Regions from separate parts of the Salmo salar genome. Here region 2 is linked to region 1. Evidence: chromatin contacts called from public Hi-C data. All regions are on one chromosome and are shown on one strand. The core of a region is the stretch at or near the end of the contact, and the rest is flanking DNA. Distances in the headings are between cores, read along the strand shown. Region 1 holds the start of LOC106612865 (T-box transcription factor TBX2b). Region 2 holds the start of LOC106612862 (BCAS3 microtubule associated cell migration factor).

Region 1 (4,716 bases), core at 959-3,458:
ATCTCCGGATCGGCCTTTCCCGCTACCATCCAGCGAGAATTGTGGAACTTGTAACGGCAGTCGTCGGCAGCGACTATATCCATCAATAGAATATACTTGGCTTTTTTATCGAGCCCATTTATTCGGACTTTAAACGGAGGAAACATTCTCCTGGAAGACAGACAAATATGCGTGGAATTAACTGCATGTAGGCTTATTCATAAACATATGACATTTAATGTAATCAGACAAGACACAGAAATCTGACAATAACATTGTATTAACATGTCATTAGGCGAGTGGCTCTCTCCTTTGTGTCCAGGGAAAATACAACACTATTTAATCGATATAGGCAAATTAAAGTAATATTAATTGACAGAAGTGTTCTTTATAATAAAATCATTCCATCGAATTATGTACATGCAACTTTGAAAATACCATGATAGTTGTAGGAAATAAAACGAGTAAGTGATAGGCCTAATAGCCTACTTACAAGTATTCTGTATTTATTTTATTTTGTTGATTATAATATTTAGGAATTCGTCTGTAATCAGTCAAGTGAAATATATTTATGACATGACACTATCACTTAGGTTAAATCACAATCCTCTTTTTCCAGTCCGTCAGTCTGTTTACAAAATCCAGAAGCTCAACTGTCATGACAGAATGCAGTTTGATCCATATACTGGTATCGTTTTGCTGACTAAAGCCAGGGGAGTTTTTTTCCCTCTCTGGCAAGACTACTAACCTAAAGTAAACTCAAAACGGCTCGTCTTTAATGCATTCAACATTTTCTAAATATTGCAAATATTGATCCTTTACGGTCTCTGATAGCGTCTGTAGGAGACGCTGTTAAAGACGCTCCAAGCTTGATTATAACAATCGAACCATCGAAACTAAATAAAATGCTATAAGTCAGGTCACAATAGTAAACTGTGATTGTATTTATCACTTTTAAGTTAAATAATTAACTTATTTCGATAATAAACTAGGCCTATAAGTTAAAGAACAGACGATAGTCTACAAAGAATAGCATCAACACATTGAGCCAGTCTAGCCTAGAGCAGGCCCTGTAATATTGTTTCGCTGGAATCCTAAATGTAACTACTTTCGAACCCGCTTGCTTTCGCCATAATCTTTCTGAAGCGTTACAGAATAAATCTGAACACAAAACCTATACAGTATGGACAATATTTGTCCCACCCAGATTTACATGCTATAATCGCCATTGATGGACAGAGAATAACCATGACGCTGTAGTCAGCCTCGCTGGCAATTATAATCAGAGCGCACTCTTACCTTCCAGATTTGGTAATAACCATCTCTGTTCCTATTTTGTGAAACTGGTCCCATAGGTCCTTGGCCTCCAGTGTGACTTTAGGGTCGTCCTCCACCTCTTCCTCGGGCTCCAGGCTCTTCAGGCTGCGGAGATGAGCCGCCTGGTGGTGGTGGCTGAGAGCCGGGTGGAGCCCTGCCTCCGCGGCTCCGACGAGGTGGTCCGACATGGGCTTAGTAAGAGCCGCGTGAGGCAGAGTGAGCGTCGGGAAGAAGGAGGGCTGCGCGGCCGCTAGGAAAGCTGACATGGAGAAGTCGGTCGGCCGGTGAGCGTGGAAAGGGTGATAAGCCATGGCAGTCCCTGTGAAAACTGGATCTCTCATCGGTGCATCCAAAATATCGAAGTGAAATTATGATATACAGTGATATTCTCCCCCCTCGGCAAATCAGTAGGACAGTTTCCAGAATAATGTATTGTTATTTCTGTAAGAAGTATACACAAGTAATGTCGAATACTGTGCCAGATAGGCTATGAATAGACGGGTTATAGCAGAAAAAAACTGAATTGATAGGAACTAGCCTATACTACACGTAAACTCCCGTTGCTGGTACCTCCACGAAGTGCAGTAACAATATCAGTCAAAGATAGTGAAGCAGCTACGCTTTGAGAGCAGAATCGTTGTTTCCTTCTTTCTCTCGACCAGTCGCTTTGAGAAAAATAAGATGTCTCTCTGAAGGCTGAAGCAATCATTCCACACGGACACGGAGTTGAAATGGTTAGATCTTGCCCTGTTCACTGAAGAACTGTGACTATCTCACATGTTCTTCCTGCCTCGATCCCAACACTAATGAACCAAGCCCCTTTGATTGCTGATTTTACGCTTTCTGGACCAATTGTGGGCCTCTATAGGCGTGGTTTTGACAGCTCGAGCCAGACTCGAAGAGAGGGGGTGGACAATAAGGTGTCGGAAGCATTAGCAGTAAGAAAACATGTCAACAGAATAAAATATTAACCAATGACAGGAAAGCTCGGGAAATCCCACCCCCATCTCCAAACCAAACACCGGGTCAGCCCTCAATTCTTGACCGGTGGAGGCATCACCTCGGTCGGCTTGCGCTTTATACTTTCGATGAGGTGCATAACTCCAGCCCAGAAACAGTGCCCGAATAGATAGCCTACGTTTATTACTCTATATTCGCTTTCATGATAGCCTATAGGTAGACTAAATAATGTTAGTAGGCTATACCGGTGATTGTTTTTTTTAAAGAATGAAGAAGATTCCAAATAGATTCGTTGTGGTTCCATTCCATGTGAAGTTGATATTATCAGTTTAGTTCCTCGTCAGTTTTACCTCATAGCCATTCTATCTAGTTTCGTTTGTTAGAAATCCCCGCGCAGTTTTATCTGTTTAAGTATTTATCGTGGTTTGGCCATAATAACATACAGTTCCATCACTGCTTGTGCGTAATGGTAGACTTAGATAGACTACGCTGAGACGGTAAGAGAGTCCACAGCCACCCGTACCTCAATGGTAGGCAATCGGACTCGATTTAGTGATTATATTCCAGGGCTGTCGATTTCCGTGACTCGCTGCGGTTTTGTGAACGCTTCACCGCAAGGACAGCGACTAATAAACCGGACATTGCCACTTTAAAAACAGCCCCGGGTTATTCGAAAAGCGCAGCACCAGATGCTGCATCGAAGCATGAAGAAAAGAAAACAGATGAATGAATGAATTTCGAGAGCAAAATTGACAGATAGAACGCGGTAAGTGCTTGCTTATAGCCTTACAGAAACGAAATATATATTGTTTTTCTAACGTGTAACCTATGTCCCCTTCACTTGGTTTTTGGCACAATAAATTCTTCATGCACACGTTATAACCTACGCAAAGTGAATTATTGTACATTCACTTTATTTGATTGCCTTATATCCTCAATAGTGAAAATAATAATACCAGGAATAGCCTGACGTAGCCTATCAATAGCTCTCCGATACTATACTGTATAGACGTAGGCTATTCCTTTAATTCTAATATGATCTTCTTCGCTCTCATTTTCAGCATAAACTGACACAGCAATGATATGATTTATAATACATTGTCATGGGCAGGCTCTCTTCTGAGCGTGAGGGAACAACAGTGTCCGGACTCGCCTGGGCTGTTTGTTGGTATGTGTCAAACCACATACACGTACATTACACACTTCAGAACCCGACCAGAAACTCGGTCTCGGTACTGCTGTGTTGTACCTTTAAGAAATCCATTCTGTGGGCCCTAGGCTTGATTAACTTGGATTCGGTTGGTTAAAGAGCCGTTTGGCGCCAGTCGGCTGACGCACCACAATAAGAGCAGACTCTTGTCACTTCATATTTACCCTAAAATCCTACCAGCGACGCCGTTCAATCCGCCTTGCCATCCACGCCAAAGCTGCGGTTATGCTTTGCGTTTTGCGGCTGAGAATGCTCTTTCGGAATGATTATTACTTTGCATCAAAATGTGAGAATTTGGATATACACGGAACAGTCTGCCCAGAAGTTGATCCGACGCATACAAGTAGAACCGGTTCCGCTCTAGCTCAATCCAGAACATCGTCACTTTGACATAAAAACGGAAACAAAAACGAATAATCCTTCCGAATAAATTCGTCAGATACAAACCACACATTTCCGATTAACCATTATATTGCCGGCTGAATCGGTGTTTTGTGTAGGTCTACATTTCTTCCATATCAGTGTTCGCACATCTCCATTGGCATGTGTAATATTCAATAGAATATTACACATGCCTTTCCAAGTGCACGTTGAGAGCTTGAAGGATTTACATTAGATAAAAAAACGGAATGAAATTAAACGTAATCTATGCTTAAAAGTAGTCTACTTTTGAGAGTTTCACACATTTTGAATGGTATAAGGTGCAATAACTATTGGCCTTGTTTTGTGGTCTGTTCTAGTGCCTTTTACTATCTAATTCATATGATGTGATTAGTCATGTATCACTAATAAAATATTACCCATCCTGCAGCATGTTCCTTGGTGGTAAGAGGTGAGTGAGACACTTGTTGCTTATATCTCAACTTGAAAATTTCAGCCAAATCCAGAGACAGTGGATTATTTTCGGAACATTGATCACTTGTTTTTTCAGACCTACCCTATTAAAACCCGACTGACGTCTCTGTGCACCGTGCAAACGAATTTCTATCTATGTCAAAACTAATTTTACTTCCAATACCATTATTATTATTTTTTTTATCTGAGAGACATTCTGTAAATGGTTTTATAGACTTATCACACCAGCCGTGCTCAAAATTGTAGTGAATTTATTTAGGCCTTGTTGTCAATACATTTTGTGATCACAGCGAGCAGAATAAAACGTGTAGGCAGGCTTTATCAGGCTTGATCTGAATACATTTTCTGTATAACTTAATTGGATCTTTATGTTGTGGACTAAACTTAAAGGAATC
Region 2 (4,716 bases), core at 940-3,439, 360 kb after region 1:
TCAAGTTCCTCTGTGTCCACATCACTGATGATGGTCCACACAACAACACAGTCATGAAGAGGTCTCGACAACGCCTCTTCCCCCTCAGGTGGCTGAAAAGATAAGGTATCACCCCTCAGATCTTCAAAAATGTCTACAGCTGCACCTTTGAGAGAATCTTGACTGGCTGCATTACTGCTTAGTATGGCAACCGCTTGGCATCTGACCAGAAGACGCTACAGAGGGTAGTGCGTACGGCACAGTAAATCACTGGGGCAGAGTTCCCTGCCATCCAGGACCTATATACCACGTGGTGTCAGAGGTAGGCCCTAAAAATTGTCCAGCTACCCAAGTCATAGACTGTTCTCTCTGCTACTGCACGGTAAGCGGTACCAATGCACCAACTCTGGAACTTTGTTATGAGACTACAATGATCTCCCTTTTGTGTCTAATTTGAAACTGTGCCATGCAAAAGTGACTGTCTTCTAGGTAATGTGTTAGTATTGCTAGTTACTGTTAATTGTAAATGTAGTGGCTAACTGTTCTCTTTCCTTGTGTAGTGTTGTTAGCCAGCTGTCAGTCTGTGAAAGCACTTGTTAACCAGTAGGAGAGTGGGGTAAGTTGAATTTTTTACATTCAGCATCACTCCGTCAAGGGAAATATAGTATTGTTTCTAACAAAGATATCTAGGCTACATATATTTCAGGATGTTGTGTATCCCTGGAAATAATCTGAAATCAAGTAAACGTTACAGTTTTGCCCCAAAAAAGTGGTCTCCTGGCACAACTTACCTTGGGTATGGGATAAGTTGAGCTGCAGGACAGTATACGTTATGCCGCCTAAAAATATCTGTAAATTAATTAAATATTACCATTACCTTTTTAAAACCATGTCCATCTTTATTTCCCAAACACAATTCAACACACCCGCTTTTTGTCTTAATTTTAACCCCGTTTCATGCTAGGTTTAGGACCTCATATTGAAGCTTATAGGAGACCCCAACTGATGTATAGAAATGATCTACTTTGGTTTTGATACAAGTATTACGAAAGGGTCCCGTGTGGCTCAGTTGGTAGAGCATGGTGTTTGCAACGCCAGGGTTGTGGGTTCGATTCCCACGGGGGACCAGTAAGAAAAGAAAAAAAAAGGGAAAAAAATGTATGCAATGTATGCATTCACTACTGTAAGTCGCTCTGGATAAGAGCGTCTGCTAAAATGACTAAAATGTAAAATGTAATGAAACATCTAACAATAAATGAATTTGACTTGGTGAAAATCTTTGTTATTTTACTTGCTGAGCACCATTCCATGTGTTGTTTTCCTTCACAGACTCCATGAAATGATGACCTCTAAACTAAATACTTGGTCAAATGACACCTTTTGTGTATGGTTTCATAGAAGGGTGGCTCAACTTACTTCTTGAGCTCAATTTACGCCACTCTCCCCTAGTAACGTTAGCTAACTTAGAGCCCTCTTGCGGTTTGGTTTTATGTTTGTAGCTAATAAGTTTCCCGACAAATGGTTATAGGAACTTGGGTTAAATTAACGAACTAATAATGAACAGGTAACGTTGCACGAACTACTGTTAGCCTTGCTATTTGCCAAGGATTGCGACATTTGCTATCTAACGTTATCTAGTTAAAGTTGGTTCCTCCAGCTAGGTGGCCAGCCTCAAATCACCAACCGAAGACGACTTAGTCAGCTAACAAGCAAGCTAAATACCTGCTGATATGAATAGTTTGAGGGGTAAAATGCCAACATTGTTTGATAAATGTAGCTATAGTAGCTTGCTAGCTGTGTCAAGAACAAGAGTCAGAGTCCTGTGTCTGAGACAGCAGGTAGCTAACCACCACCAGACAACATAAATTGTCAAACACCAGAAGCTACATCTATTTATTAAATATCATTCGCTTAACAAATAAATGTATATGGTATTCAATACGTACCTAGTGTGTTGTTTTCTAGCTAACGTTACCTTCTTTAGTTCAACGGAGCTCCTTAGCAAATGCAACAAAACAGTGGGAAAACTGTAGAGGTGTTGAAGAGACCAATGGCAGCATTCCTGTGCATTCATCAAGCCAATCAGGGTATAAGAGAGGCGGTGTTGTAGGTCCTCGACCAATCAGAGTGAACAATAATACTGTTTCTTGTGGTCTGTAAGCGTGGTCGCAATATTGGGGATAGCTCAGTGAGATCTGACCTTCCCCCTGAGCCCACTCAGACACTCTTGACACCCATTCCAAATGGGAAATACAAATATGGCGCATGCGCCAAGTGCAACAGCACTACAAAAACATCCTTCTTCAGACACCCACATACGGGTCGAAAAGTCCCTGTGAGGGGTATCATCTCATGCAAGACAACGGGAGTTATATATCTCATCACCTGTTCGTGTGGGAAAGCCTACGTAGTACTAACGAAAAGACAATTAAAACAACACATAGCTGAACACCGCAGCTCAATCAGGTGTAAGAGCACTGACTATCCAGTAGCAGCTCACTTTGTTGAAGCTAACCATCCCATCTCCTCCCTTAAATACACAGGCATTGAGCATGTTACTCTACCAAGGAGATGAGCTAAGTGGAGACCCGCTTACTACAGAGGGAGGCCTATTGGACAACATCTCTAAAACCATTGACCCCTAGTGGTCTGAATATGAACTTTAATCTCAGGCCCTTATGACTTTTTTTTATGAACAAGTCTTATAAATTAATATATTCTTAAAGAAATTGGAAACAATTACATATATGTGAAATTAATTTAATGATGTATGTTTGTAATGGAAATTATATGATTAAAGGTTTGACTAAATGATTTCACCCTGAAAATGTATAACCGAGTGATTATAAGATGAATGTACTAATGTGTGTGTGTGTAGGAAAGGTTTAAGCTTAATGATTTAGCAATGTAAGTAAGACATTCAAGGAAAAGGGGAACTGTTAACAGACAGCAGACAATTTATGACCACTGTGAAACTAATAACAGGAAAGAGGTCTCCCCACCCAGGGAGGGGAGAAACCTTTAGGCTTGCAGTAGATTATGTAACATGGGGCAGGATATGATAAGCAATGTATGTGATGGAGAAGACTTGTAAAAAAGCATTGACAGTGTTAAAGAAGAGAAGAGGCATTTGTAAGGAGTATGACATATGGTATGACCAAATGTTAGGTATAAAAGGCTGTGTACATTGTATGATATTCAGAGCTCTCTGAATAAAGAACTAACCTTTTGCAGACTTCTGGGACTTTGTCGAATTCTTCTATTAACCGGGGCCTTACAACCCCTGGGGAATTGGTAAAAGCATATAGTGAGTTTTGAGTTAATAACATTGGGATGAAAATTCTCGTGACAATGTTGATGCTAATATTATGTACAATATCTAATTATGTTTCCATATTATAATAGACTAATACAGTTTAAGTCGGAAGTTTACATACACCTAAGCCAAATACATATACAAACTTAGTTTTTCACAATTCCTGACATTTAATCCTGTAAAAATTCCCTTTCTTAGATCAGTAAGGATCAACACTTTATTTTAAGAATGTGAATTGTCAGAATAATAGTAGAGAGAATGATTTATTTCAGCTTTTATTTCTTTCATCACATTCCCAGTGGGTCAGAAGTTTACATACACTCAATTAGTATTTGGTAGCATTGCCTTTAAATTGTTTAACTTGGGTCTAACATTTTGGGTAGCCTTCCACAAGCTTCCCACAATAAGTTGGGTGAATTTTGTCCCATTCCTCCTGACAGAGCTGGTGTAACTGAGTCAGGTTTGTAGGCCTCCTTGCTCGCACAGCCTTTTTCAGTTCTGCCAACAAATGTTCTTAATGATTGAGGTCAGGGATTTGTGATGGCCATTCCAATACCTTGACTTTGTTGTCCTTAAGCCATTTTGACACAACTTTGGAAGTATGCTTTGGGTCAATGTCCATTTGGAAGACCCATTTGCAACCAAGCTTCAACTTCCTGACTGATGTCTTGAGATGTTGCTTCAATATATCCACATAATTTTCCTCCCTCGTGATGCCATCTATTTTGTGAAGTGCACCAGTCCCTCCGGCAGCAAAGCACCCCCACAACATGATGCTGCCACCCTCATGCTTCACGGTTGGGATGGTGTTCTTCGGCTTGCAAGCCTCCCCCTTTTTCCTCCAAACATAACGATGGTCATTATGGCCAAACAGTTCTATTTTTGTTTCATCAGACCAGAGGACATTACTCCAAAAAGTACCATCTTTGTCCCCATGTGCAGTTGCAAACTGTAGTATTGCTTTTTTATGGTGGTTTTGGAGTAGTGGCTTCTTCCTTACTGAGCGGCCTTTCAGGTTATGTCGATATAGGACTCGTTTTACTGTGGATATAGATACTTTTGTACCTGTTTCCTCCAGAATCTTCACAAGGTCCTTTGCTGTTGTTCTGGGATTGATTTGCACTTTTCGCACCAAAGTATGTTCATCTCTAGGAGACAGAACCCATCTCCTTCCTGAGCGGTGTGACGGCTGTGTGGTCCCATGGTGTTTATACTTGCGTACTATTGTTTGTACAGATGAACGTGGTACCTTCAGGCATTTGAAAATTGCTCCCAAGGATGAACCAGACTTGTGGAGGTCTACAATTTTTTTTCTGAGGTCTTGGCTGATTTCTTTTGATTTTCCCATGATGTCAAGCAAAGAGGCACAGAGTTTGAAGGTAGGGCTTGAAATACATCCACAGGTACACCTCCAATTGGCT

What was found. A called contact is a pair of places that touch in the nucleus more often than the background predicts.
Region 2: a Hi-C map of gill shows a contact between it and region 1, with 4 times the contacts expected there. The contact joins the promoter of LOC106612862 here to the promoter of LOC106612865 in region 1. A contact is called at or near these places in 2 of 3 Hi-C or Micro-C datasets (gill and muscle).

What each region holds. Positions count from the first base shown.
Region 1 is chrssa09:127,832,608-127,837,323 of Ssal_v3.1, forward strand. It overlaps LOC106612865 (T-box transcription factor TBX2b), which reads right to left and starts at 2,209. Exons shown (of 7, transcript XM_014214451.2): 1 at 1,279-2,209; 2 at 1-150. The coding sequence starts at 1,637.
Region 2 is chrssa09:128,190,030-128,194,745 of Ssal_v3.1, forward strand. LOC106612862 (BCAS3 microtubule associated cell migration factor) reads right to left here and starts at 2,190. Exons shown (of 26, transcript XM_045724535.1): 1 at 1,955-2,190; 2 at 771-828.